Linked DNA regions of Pan troglodytes: region 1 is linked to region 2. A link is a contact called in public Hi-C data. All regions are on one chromosome and are shown on one strand. Each heading gives the region's core, a stretch centred on a gene start, on an enhancer-like site or on the middle of the called end of the contact. The rest is flanking DNA. Distances are from core to core; before and after follow the strand shown. Region 1 holds the start of ZAP70 (zeta chain of T cell receptor associated protein kinase 70). Region 2 holds the start of TMEM131 (transmembrane protein 131).

Region 1 (4,391 bases), core at 342-2,841, 290 kb after region 2:
GGCGTCGCCCTGGGGCCTGCACCAGCTAGACAACCCAGAGGAGTGATTTGTTTATTCCACAGGCAGGTTAGAGCTGGAAGGAGGAGAAACCCACTGAGTCAGCCCATACCCCGAAGGTGAGAACCCCTCCTGTGCCAGGCATCTGGATGGCAAGGACAGCCTGCCCTTGCTCTCCAGTGGCTCGCAGGCTTGTGGGGGGCAGCTGAGTCCACAGGGAGCCAGGGCTGGGAGGCCGGAAGCCTGGGCACTGTGTGTCCCCAGAGTATCCCCAAGCCAGCCTGGAGGATGTCAGGGATGCGTTCCAGGAGGAGTCAGCCACCCAACCGAGACACAGAGCCAGGGCATCCCCAGTGCTAGCCCGGCCCACCTGGGACCTTTCCCACGAAGCTGAACCTGGCTGAGTGCCATCCCGCTGTGGCCACCACCTCCTCCTCCTCTTCCTCTCCTCCCTTCCCTCACCCTGTGCACCCCCCACCCTTGGGCCTGGGGCCACACCTCATGCACTCTCTCAGAGAGGGGCCTGCAGAGCCACTCTCTCGGCTCCATCTCCCCTCTAGTGCCCCAAGGCCTCTGGGAGCCTCTTGCCCACCACCTCCTTGCTTTCTTGGGCACTAAGGGAGTCGTCACAGCTCTCCTGTCTGTGGGGCCTCAGAGACCTGTGTGGAACTGCCCTGGGCCCACTGTGGAGACTCCTAAAGCTTTTCTTCTTGGGGTCCTGCTGCCCTTGTTAAGTGGGCTTGTGATACCCTACCTTGTTTTAACCTGAATTGACTCTCCCTTAGCTAAGAGAGCCAGACAGACTCCATCTTGGCTCTTTCATTTGCAGCCCCTTACCCACCCCGCTTCCTCAAGGACTTAACTTGTGCAAGCTGACTCCCAGCACATCCAAGAATGCAATTAACTGATAAGATACTGTGGCAAGCTATATCCGCAGTTCCCAGGAATTCGCCCGGTTAATAGCACCCAGAGCCCCGGCGTTTGTGTCCGGTTGATAACGCCCAAAGCCCCGTGTCTATCACCTTGTGATAGATTTTAAGCCCCTGCACCTGGAACTGTTTGCTTTCCTGTAACCATTTATCCTTTTAACTTTTTGCCTGCTTTACTTCTGTAAGATTGTTTTAACTAGACCCCCACCTGTCCTTTCTAAACCAAAGTATAAAAGAAAATCAAGCCCCTTCTTTGGGGCTGAGAGAATTTTGAGCACTAGCTGTCTCTCAGTCACCGGCTAATAAAGGACCCCTGAATTCGTCTCAAAGTGCGGCGTTTCTCTGTAACTCGCTCGGTTACAACAGGCTCAGCTCCCCAGTCTGCCTGAGGACCCCCTCACACCCTACCCCGAAGCCTCCTTCTTGGGGACCTCCTTTCTGGCCCTCTACTATCCTCTGGCCGCCTGAATCCCCTTTAGAAAATCTGAGTTCCGGCTCTAGGCTAGGATACTTTTCTCCTTCATACAGCCCCCTCCAAAATGGTGTTTGCTAGCAGCCTCCCTTTTCCCCAGCGGCATCTTGAAACTCCAGGTGCAGCAAGCATCCCTTCACATCCATGCTGGACACTCATTTCTTGGAGTATTGAGAGAAGAAGACCCCGGCACCCTGAAGAGAGGAGAAATTACAGCATCAAATCACATTCATACTACAATAATGAGAGTCGCACTGATTATGTGCCAGACATTGCTGTACGCACATCACAATTAATAAGCCATTCAACCTATTTTCCAGATAAGGTAAGTAAAGCCCAGAGAGGTTAAGAGATGCCAAGTGGCCAGGTGGGATTGCAGCCCAGGCAGCCTGACCCCACCCACGTGCTGCTGGACATAAAGGAAGAAAACTTTGGTTGTAAAATATCTCCCCGAAGGAGGCCAGCTCCCCAGGGAGCTGGAAGCTGAGCCAGCTATGGGGCAGGGTGCCTCTGTGTGGGTGGGGGGCTTCCAGTTTCCAGGGTCTTCAGGTCCTGAGAAGGGGATTCCCAGCCTCTGCAAGGCACTGGCCCTACAGCCCTTGAGCCCCCCACTTCCTGTCCCAGAGGCTGGTCTGGAAACTACAAAGCCCAGTGCTCAGACAGCTCTGAGATTGGGCTACAGATAATCCGAGATTGGCATGCAGATAAGGTCCTCTGTTCTGCCAGAGTGGAAGGAGGTGGATGCATCTTTTGAATGTTTACAGTAAAGGGCAAACGGATGGAAATGTGGGCTAGGAAAGTTGCGGTGCATTTGCCTCATCGGGTTGGGGTAAACATTCACTCTACTCATGCCAAGAGCCTCTGAAGAAATTCATCAGTCACCCCCATATCCTCAGGTCTTTGCCCACACCTCTTCACCTGCCTATTTCCTAGTCCTCTTTCAGGTCTCCAATTAAGCGTGTTTTCCTCCAGGAAGGCTTCCCAATCCTCAGACCGGGCAGGGATGGGCTTTCTGTCCATTTCACCTGGAGCTGAGCAGGTCCAATCTGGCTGCACAGTTAAGAGAACACAAGCCACTGCGGGGAGACGTGCAGCAGGGAGATGGGGTGGAGGCTCCAGCAGGCCCGAGAGGAGTCACACCCCAGTGCAATGAGCCCCAAAGGAAACAGGTCCATCCAGGGCCCCTCCTGGATTCCCTCTGGGCGTACAGAAAAATGGTGACTTTTTTTTTTTTTTTTTGAGACGGAGTCTCGCTCTTTCACCCAGGCCGGACTGCAGTGGCGCTATCTCGGCTCACTGCAAGCTCCGCCTCCCGGGTTCACGCCGTTCTCCTCCCTCAGCCTCCCAAGCAGCTGGGACTACAGGCGCCCGCCCCCGCGCCCGGCTAATTTTTTGTATTTTTAGTAGAGACGGAGTTTCACCGTTAGCCAGGATGGTCTCGATCTCCTGACCTCGTGATCCACCCGTCTCGGCCTCCCAGAGTGCTGGGATTACAGGCGTGAGCCACCGCGCCAGGCCAAAAATGGTGACTTGTATCTCCTTTCCTTCTGGTTCTTTTCTGGTTCTGCCACTTAACCCTGAGGGACCGTGAGCACGTTACTTAGCCTCCCTGCGCCTTGGTTTCCTCCCTTAGGAAACGGGGATAATGGTACCTGTCTTGTAGGCTGTTGTGAAAGTTAAAAGAGGCCTAAAGGCAAATGCTCCTTTGCTGCCACCACCACCGTCATCTCTCATGTCTAGTGACTGCGCGTCCGAGTGCAGCAACGGGATTCCCTTGCGCCCTCCAGGGGCAGCTCTCCAGTATTGCAGGCTGCCAAGCACAACTCAGGCGTCCCTGAAGGCTGAAAGTGACCACCGCCCTGCCCTGAAATAAAAAAAATTAATCCAGCTGGTTTAAGTCAGAAAAGAATTGCTTGGCCACAGCAGCCACATGCTGTGCTCTCCCCTGGGGGCTTCTCAAGTGGATGGCTCCTTCGGAAGCCTTCAAACTGCCATGGCACTGCCACCTCCTGAGACCCCTGGCTACTTATTTATTCGATACTGAACACCCGTTCTATGCCAGACTCTTTTCCGGGTACTCTGTTCTATGGATCCGCAGTGAACAGCACATGAAAATCCCTTCCCTCATGGAGCTGACATTCTAGTGGGAGAGACAGAGAATGAACAAAATAGATAAGTATTTCATAGAGTATGTCACATGGTTACAGGTGCTAAGGAGTAAAATAAATCAGAAAGGGTAGGCGAGGTCTTGAGCATGTAATTTTGAGCCAGTCAGGGCAGGCCTCGGAGGGGATAACCTGTGAATCAAGACTTGAAGGTGGCTCACGCCTGTAATCCCAGCACTTTGGGAGGCTGAGGCAGGCAGATCACAAGGTCAGGAGATCGAGACCATCCTGGCTAACGGTGAAACTCCGTCTCTACTAAAAATACAAAAAAATTAGCCGGGCGTGGTGGCGGGCGCCTGTAGTCCCAGCTACTTGGGAGGCTGAGGCAGGAGAATGGCGTGAACCCAGGAGACGGAGCCTGCAGTGAGCTGAAATTGCGCCACTGCACTCCAGCCTGGGTGACAGAGTGAGACTCCGTCTCAAAAAAAAAAAAAAAAAAAAAAAAAAAGACTTGAAGGAGATGTAGGAGAGAGCCACGGAGATACGGAGATATTGGGGGAAGAGCATTCCCAGCAAAGGTCTTAAGCAGGACTGTGTCATCTGTGAGGTGGGAACTATCTTGTTCCCAGCTGCGACCCCAGCAACTGGAGTGGTACCTAGCACAATAGTACTCAATAAATATTGCATGGATGGGTGAAAAAATCCCACATATGCGCTTCAGGAACAGCTTGCTCTAGGCTCAACTGATGGCCCCAAGGTTGCTGGCTTCATTCTCAGACAAGGTTTCTCCCTATGGTCCAAGAAAGTCACTCAGCTTCAAATCCTATTCAAGGAGCAAGAATCTATTTCTCGGTATTACCGGAAAAACCCCCAGCACAGATCATTGGC
Region 2 (4,603 bases), core at 1,203-3,702:
ACAGTTTACCATGCTGTCTAGCAAAACGTCTTTCACTGTTAGACTCTCAGTGGCCTCATTGTCCTTTCCTGGGAGGAAAGTTCCATCATCACCCCTCCTGCTCCTAGTGTCCCTCAGGCACAGGGGAGGCTTCAGGTATGGTGGGCCTTAAAAGCCTACCCAACTATTGGGAGGGCTCCTTTAAGAACAAGAATACAGGCTTATAAATACACAATTAGGTTCAGGGACTTGGAAGGAACTTGTGCAAGAGAGGGGGCCCTGCGGCTTAAGCTTCATTAGCTGCATGGGAAATCGAACTCTGATCAAACATGTCTGTATACGTCTAAGATCCAATTACAGACAGGTGCAAGTTATTTCCCATGGAGCTGCTGAGCCTCAGGCTTACCAGGGGATGTGGCTGATTGCTGTGTAAGAGAACCTCAGCACTTCATGGTTGGAAAGGCTTGTTTGTCCTGAATCTGGCCATGGGGGAAGGGCTGCTGACTTGCAGAGCTGGCACGTTGGAGGCTAAGCAAAAGCGCTCAGTTACATATCCTTGGGTTTGATCTCTTCCGTGAGTCAAAAGCCTTCCAGAAATCTCTTGCCTCAGACATTTTAAACGCCAACTTAGAGATAATTATTCCTATTTCATTACATCAAAATAAAATTTGACTACTCAATTTTAAGGCTAATATTCAAAAAAGTAAAATTGCTTATTATTAATTTTTTGAGACGGAGTTTTGCTCTTGTCGAGGGTATAGTGCAGTGGTGCGATCTTGGCTCACTGCAACCTCTACCTGCCGGGTTCAAGCGTTTTTCCTGCCTCCGGAGTAGCTGGGATTACAGGCATGAACTACCACGCCCGGCTAATTTTTATATTTTTTAGTAGAGACGGGTTTTCACCATGTTGGCCAGGCTGGTCTCGAACTCCTGACCTCAGGTGATCCGCCCACCTTGGCCTCCCAAAGTGCTGGGATTACAGGCGTGAGCCACTGCGCCCTGCCCTAAAATTGCTTTTTAAAATCATTAGGGTAAGGTCATATTTAAATATATATTAATTTATGAATAAATTTAAGTGCTTGCTTGACACAGGGGACTACTTCATAGAGTAGATTCTGGAGTTCCTTTTGTCTTTCTGAAACCTTATTTTCCTATCTAGCTTGTTGTGAGACGTACTGTGGGCAGACTTGGCCTTACACATATATCGACTCACTCAACAAATACAGCTAAGGAAAGTAAAATGTCTCTGGGCTAGAAGCTGGGAGGAAGTTACTAAGATGAGTAAAGAAGGACCCCCTCCAAGAGCTTAAATTATGTCTTGGAGACAATAGCCATGCGCACCAAGAAGCTCAACCTAAGATGAAAAGGGCATCTAAGAGGCGCGAGATGGCTCGTGAAGCTAACAGACGTCTTAAGAATTTTTCCGGGCCCAGCACAGTGGCTCACGCCTGTGATCCCAGCACTCTGGAAGGCCGAGGAAGGCGGACTGCTTGAGCCCAGGAGTTCGAGACCTGCTCGGCCAACTTAGTGAGACAGCGTCTCTTAAAAGAAAAAGAAAAATTGGCGTGGCGTGGTGGCGGGTGCCTGTAGTCCCAGACCGCACCACTGCACTCCAGCCTGGGCGGCAGAACCAGACCCTGTCTCAAAAATAAATAAATAATTAAAAAATAAAGAAAAGAAAAAAAAGAATTCTTCCTCGAGAGAGGAAGCCGGCTACTGGATACTCTAAAGAGCAGTCTGTTTGCCCCTGCCTTCTCCATCCAGAGTCACCGACGCTTTCTGCACACGAGGTGTTCCGCGCCAATGTGGGCACAAGCCAAGGCAAGAGGACTCCATCAAGCTCCTCCTGGGTACCATGATCTGGAAGACCCAAGGATGAGTTCAGCGGGCCACCATCCTCAAGGAAGCACCACCAAGAACTGAGTCAGGCTCGGGGTATTCTCGACGTCAAAGCGCCCGAGAGGTGGGGGTGCCACCAGGAAGAGTCACTGGAACGGACCTTCCGCGCTCGTCTCGCGGTCTGCATGCGCACTCACACCCCTGGAAGGCTCTACCACTGTAGGACAGAGCACGGAGGATTGCCCAGGCGCCGGAGAAGAGGTTAAGCCTCCCAGCGCCCCGCAACTCCGCCCCTGCCCCGCCCACGCAACGCGGCGGCTGCGCAGCGAGGCCGCCCCGTCTCCACGTGATTGCCGTCACCGCCTCCGCGAAGCAGAAGCGGCCATCATAAGTCCTGGCAGCCGGACCTGGGCCTGCCTCCCTCCTTCTCCTGAGCCAGGTAGCGGTAACGGGCTGGGGTTGTTCTGTCCTGGTTCTGTCTGGCCGTGAAGCCGCAGGCCTCCGAGAGCGGGACGAGGAGGTGGGGCCCAGGGGGCTCCGGGGCGGACAGACTGACCGCCGGACAGCCCAGGTGTCGGCACAGCGTGGGCGGTGCCCAGAGCCGCGCCCCGCCCCTCGCAGGCCAGCGCTCAGGGCTCGCGGCCCGTGCCCGTTTCCAGTATGGCCGCCCGCCGCGCCTGACCCGCGGCCTCTCCTCTCCGACTGGTTGTAGGCGATGCCCAGGCAAAGACCGTGACTGACACTCTCGCTCACACGCACGCACGGACCCAGGCCCACGCCCGGAGATCGAGCCCCGGGCTCGCAACCGTTGTCGCTCCCGGCGCCGCGGCCAGAGCCCGGACCACGGCTTCCGCGCCGCCGCCGCCTCGCCGAGAAGGGCCGCGCCGGACCTCGAGCGCGGCGGCCCCCGGCCGGCAGGGATGGGGAAGCGGGCGGGAGGAGGAGCAACCGGAGCCACCGCCGCCGCCGTCTCCACGTCCGCCGGGGCCGGGCTGGAACCTGCGGCCGCCCGTAGCGGGGGCCCGCGGAGCGCGGCCGCCGGCCTCCTAGGAGCGCTGCACCTGGTGATGACCCTCGTAGTGGCTGCGGCGCGGGCCGAGAAGGAAGGTGGGTGTCCCCCGGCGGCGTCCCTGCGGCGGGGCTGTCACCCCGCTCTCGCAGAGGCCGGGCGGGCTGGGCCGGGAGGAAGGGCCGCGGCCGGGGCTCCGGCGCGAAGTTGGGCGGTCGGGTACCGTCCCGAGCCGGGACCTCGCGGCGCCCGCCGCACGGAGTGGCCTTCGCTCTCCGTGATTCCTTCCCGTGCCTTCCCCCGTCTCCTGTCACTGCCATTTCAAAACTTCCTGAGTTCTCGTACGTTCTTGCCACTTGGCCCGCTAGGTAGGAGGGGCATATTTTTTGGCTTTATTGCGGCGAATAGGTACATTTTAGGACACTTCTGTTTTCTTGGTTGCGGTTGGTTGCATGCAGACAGAGCTTACTTTAAAATGTGGTAAAAATAGCGAGACACAGCTTAAAAAATTTCACTTTGAATTTGTTCAGACATTTCTTCGAGGGGAAATCTTGGTCCTGTAGCTTCCTCCTTTAGTGTCTCTGCGTTATTGATGACTTTATTATTAGACCTAAATACAATTCCATTTAACTCTTTAGTAAGCTGTTGAAAGCCTGTTTACATTTCTTATTTTAAAATACGTGATTCGGTGCCTTTATCTTTGATGTGAAAGCCTTTAAAAATAAACGTGAAGTTGCCAGCTTGCAAGCATTTATCTATAATTTACAGTTAAGGGCTGGCCCCTATTTTAAAAATCTCATTAGTATTGTACTGCTGCAAAACGGGTACTTGGACAGGGTCAAAAATTATTTTGTAATCTTGAAGACCAAATCAGTGTAATTTCATCTACACTACCTCTTTTTGAGCCAAGGGACATGTGAATGGTCACAGAGCCTTCATGAAGAATTGACTAAGTGAATAGTTTAAAAAAAAAAAAAACAAACCACGCAAAACTTGTTAGTTTAGCATTGCACATGAAACTGCCCGTACAAGAAAACAATTTCTTGCCACGGTAACTTTAGAGTTAACATTCTACTTTATGACTAAAGTCGCTTGCTTTTTATTGTTGCTGAAGGTAAAAGCAAATACAAACCAAATTAGTATTAAAGTGCAAATGTGCTTCAGTATACTGTTTCTTTTATTTTTGTCCACATTACATTCCCTTATTTAACTCTCTAAGCAACCTTAGTCTGAGTTAACATTGGTGGAAATTATTCAAAGAATTGTCGTCTATAGAAAGGATTAATTGATGGAAGCAAAATTATTTCCAGAATAAAATATTGCCGCTTTAGGACTAGTCAGTCCTGGGGTTGTCATAATACATCATTGGCCACAGATCTGCAGTTAGTTGAGTGTTCTTTCTTATGTGTGATCGTGGCACCTAGCATTTTGGCCTGTAGTGGGTGTTCAGTGAACCCAAAATAGTGCAGTAATTTAATGGACATTTTTTGGGTGGGACTTCAAGTAGACCTTGGTGGGTATTGTGTCCTTGCTTTTCTGTTCCTTTGCTTACCTTGCACAGTGCCAGACACACTGGCGCTTAGCCTTTGAGTGAATGACTGTCTTCATGCGCCCTTAGCATAGGGAATTGAAATAATGGTTGAATCTAGTAAAGCATTAAGTTTGTATTTTCCTTCTACTGCTGCTGATTTTTCCAACAGCCATTTTATATGCTAATAAAAACTTTACTCTGGGTAAAGTTAAGTAAACAAACCTTTTGTTTGAGAACTGTCAGCC

What was found. Hi-C and Micro-C count contacts between places; a contact is called where the count stands out from the background.
Region 1: a contact with region 2 is called in a Hi-C map of stem cell-derived neural progenitor cells, with 3 times the contacts expected there. The contact joins the promoter of ZAP70 here to the promoter of TMEM131 in region 2. A contact is called at or near these places in 1 of 7 Hi-C or Micro-C datasets (stem cell-derived neural progenitor cells) and 1 of 1 datasets of contacts at active chromatin or transcription factors (stem cell-derived excitatory neurons).

The regions. Positions count from the first base shown.
Region 1 is chr12:25,451,040-25,455,430 of NHGRI_mPanTro3-v2.0_pri, forward strand. ZAP70 (zeta chain of T cell receptor associated protein kinase 70) reads right to left here and starts at 1,592. Exons shown (of 15, transcript XM_016949044.3): 1 at 1-1,592.
Region 2 is chr12:25,164,137-25,168,739 of NHGRI_mPanTro3-v2.0_pri, forward strand. It overlaps TMEM131 (transmembrane protein 131), which reads left to right and starts at 2,453. Exons shown (of 41, transcript XM_515638.8): 1 at 2,453-2,925. The coding sequence starts at 2,739.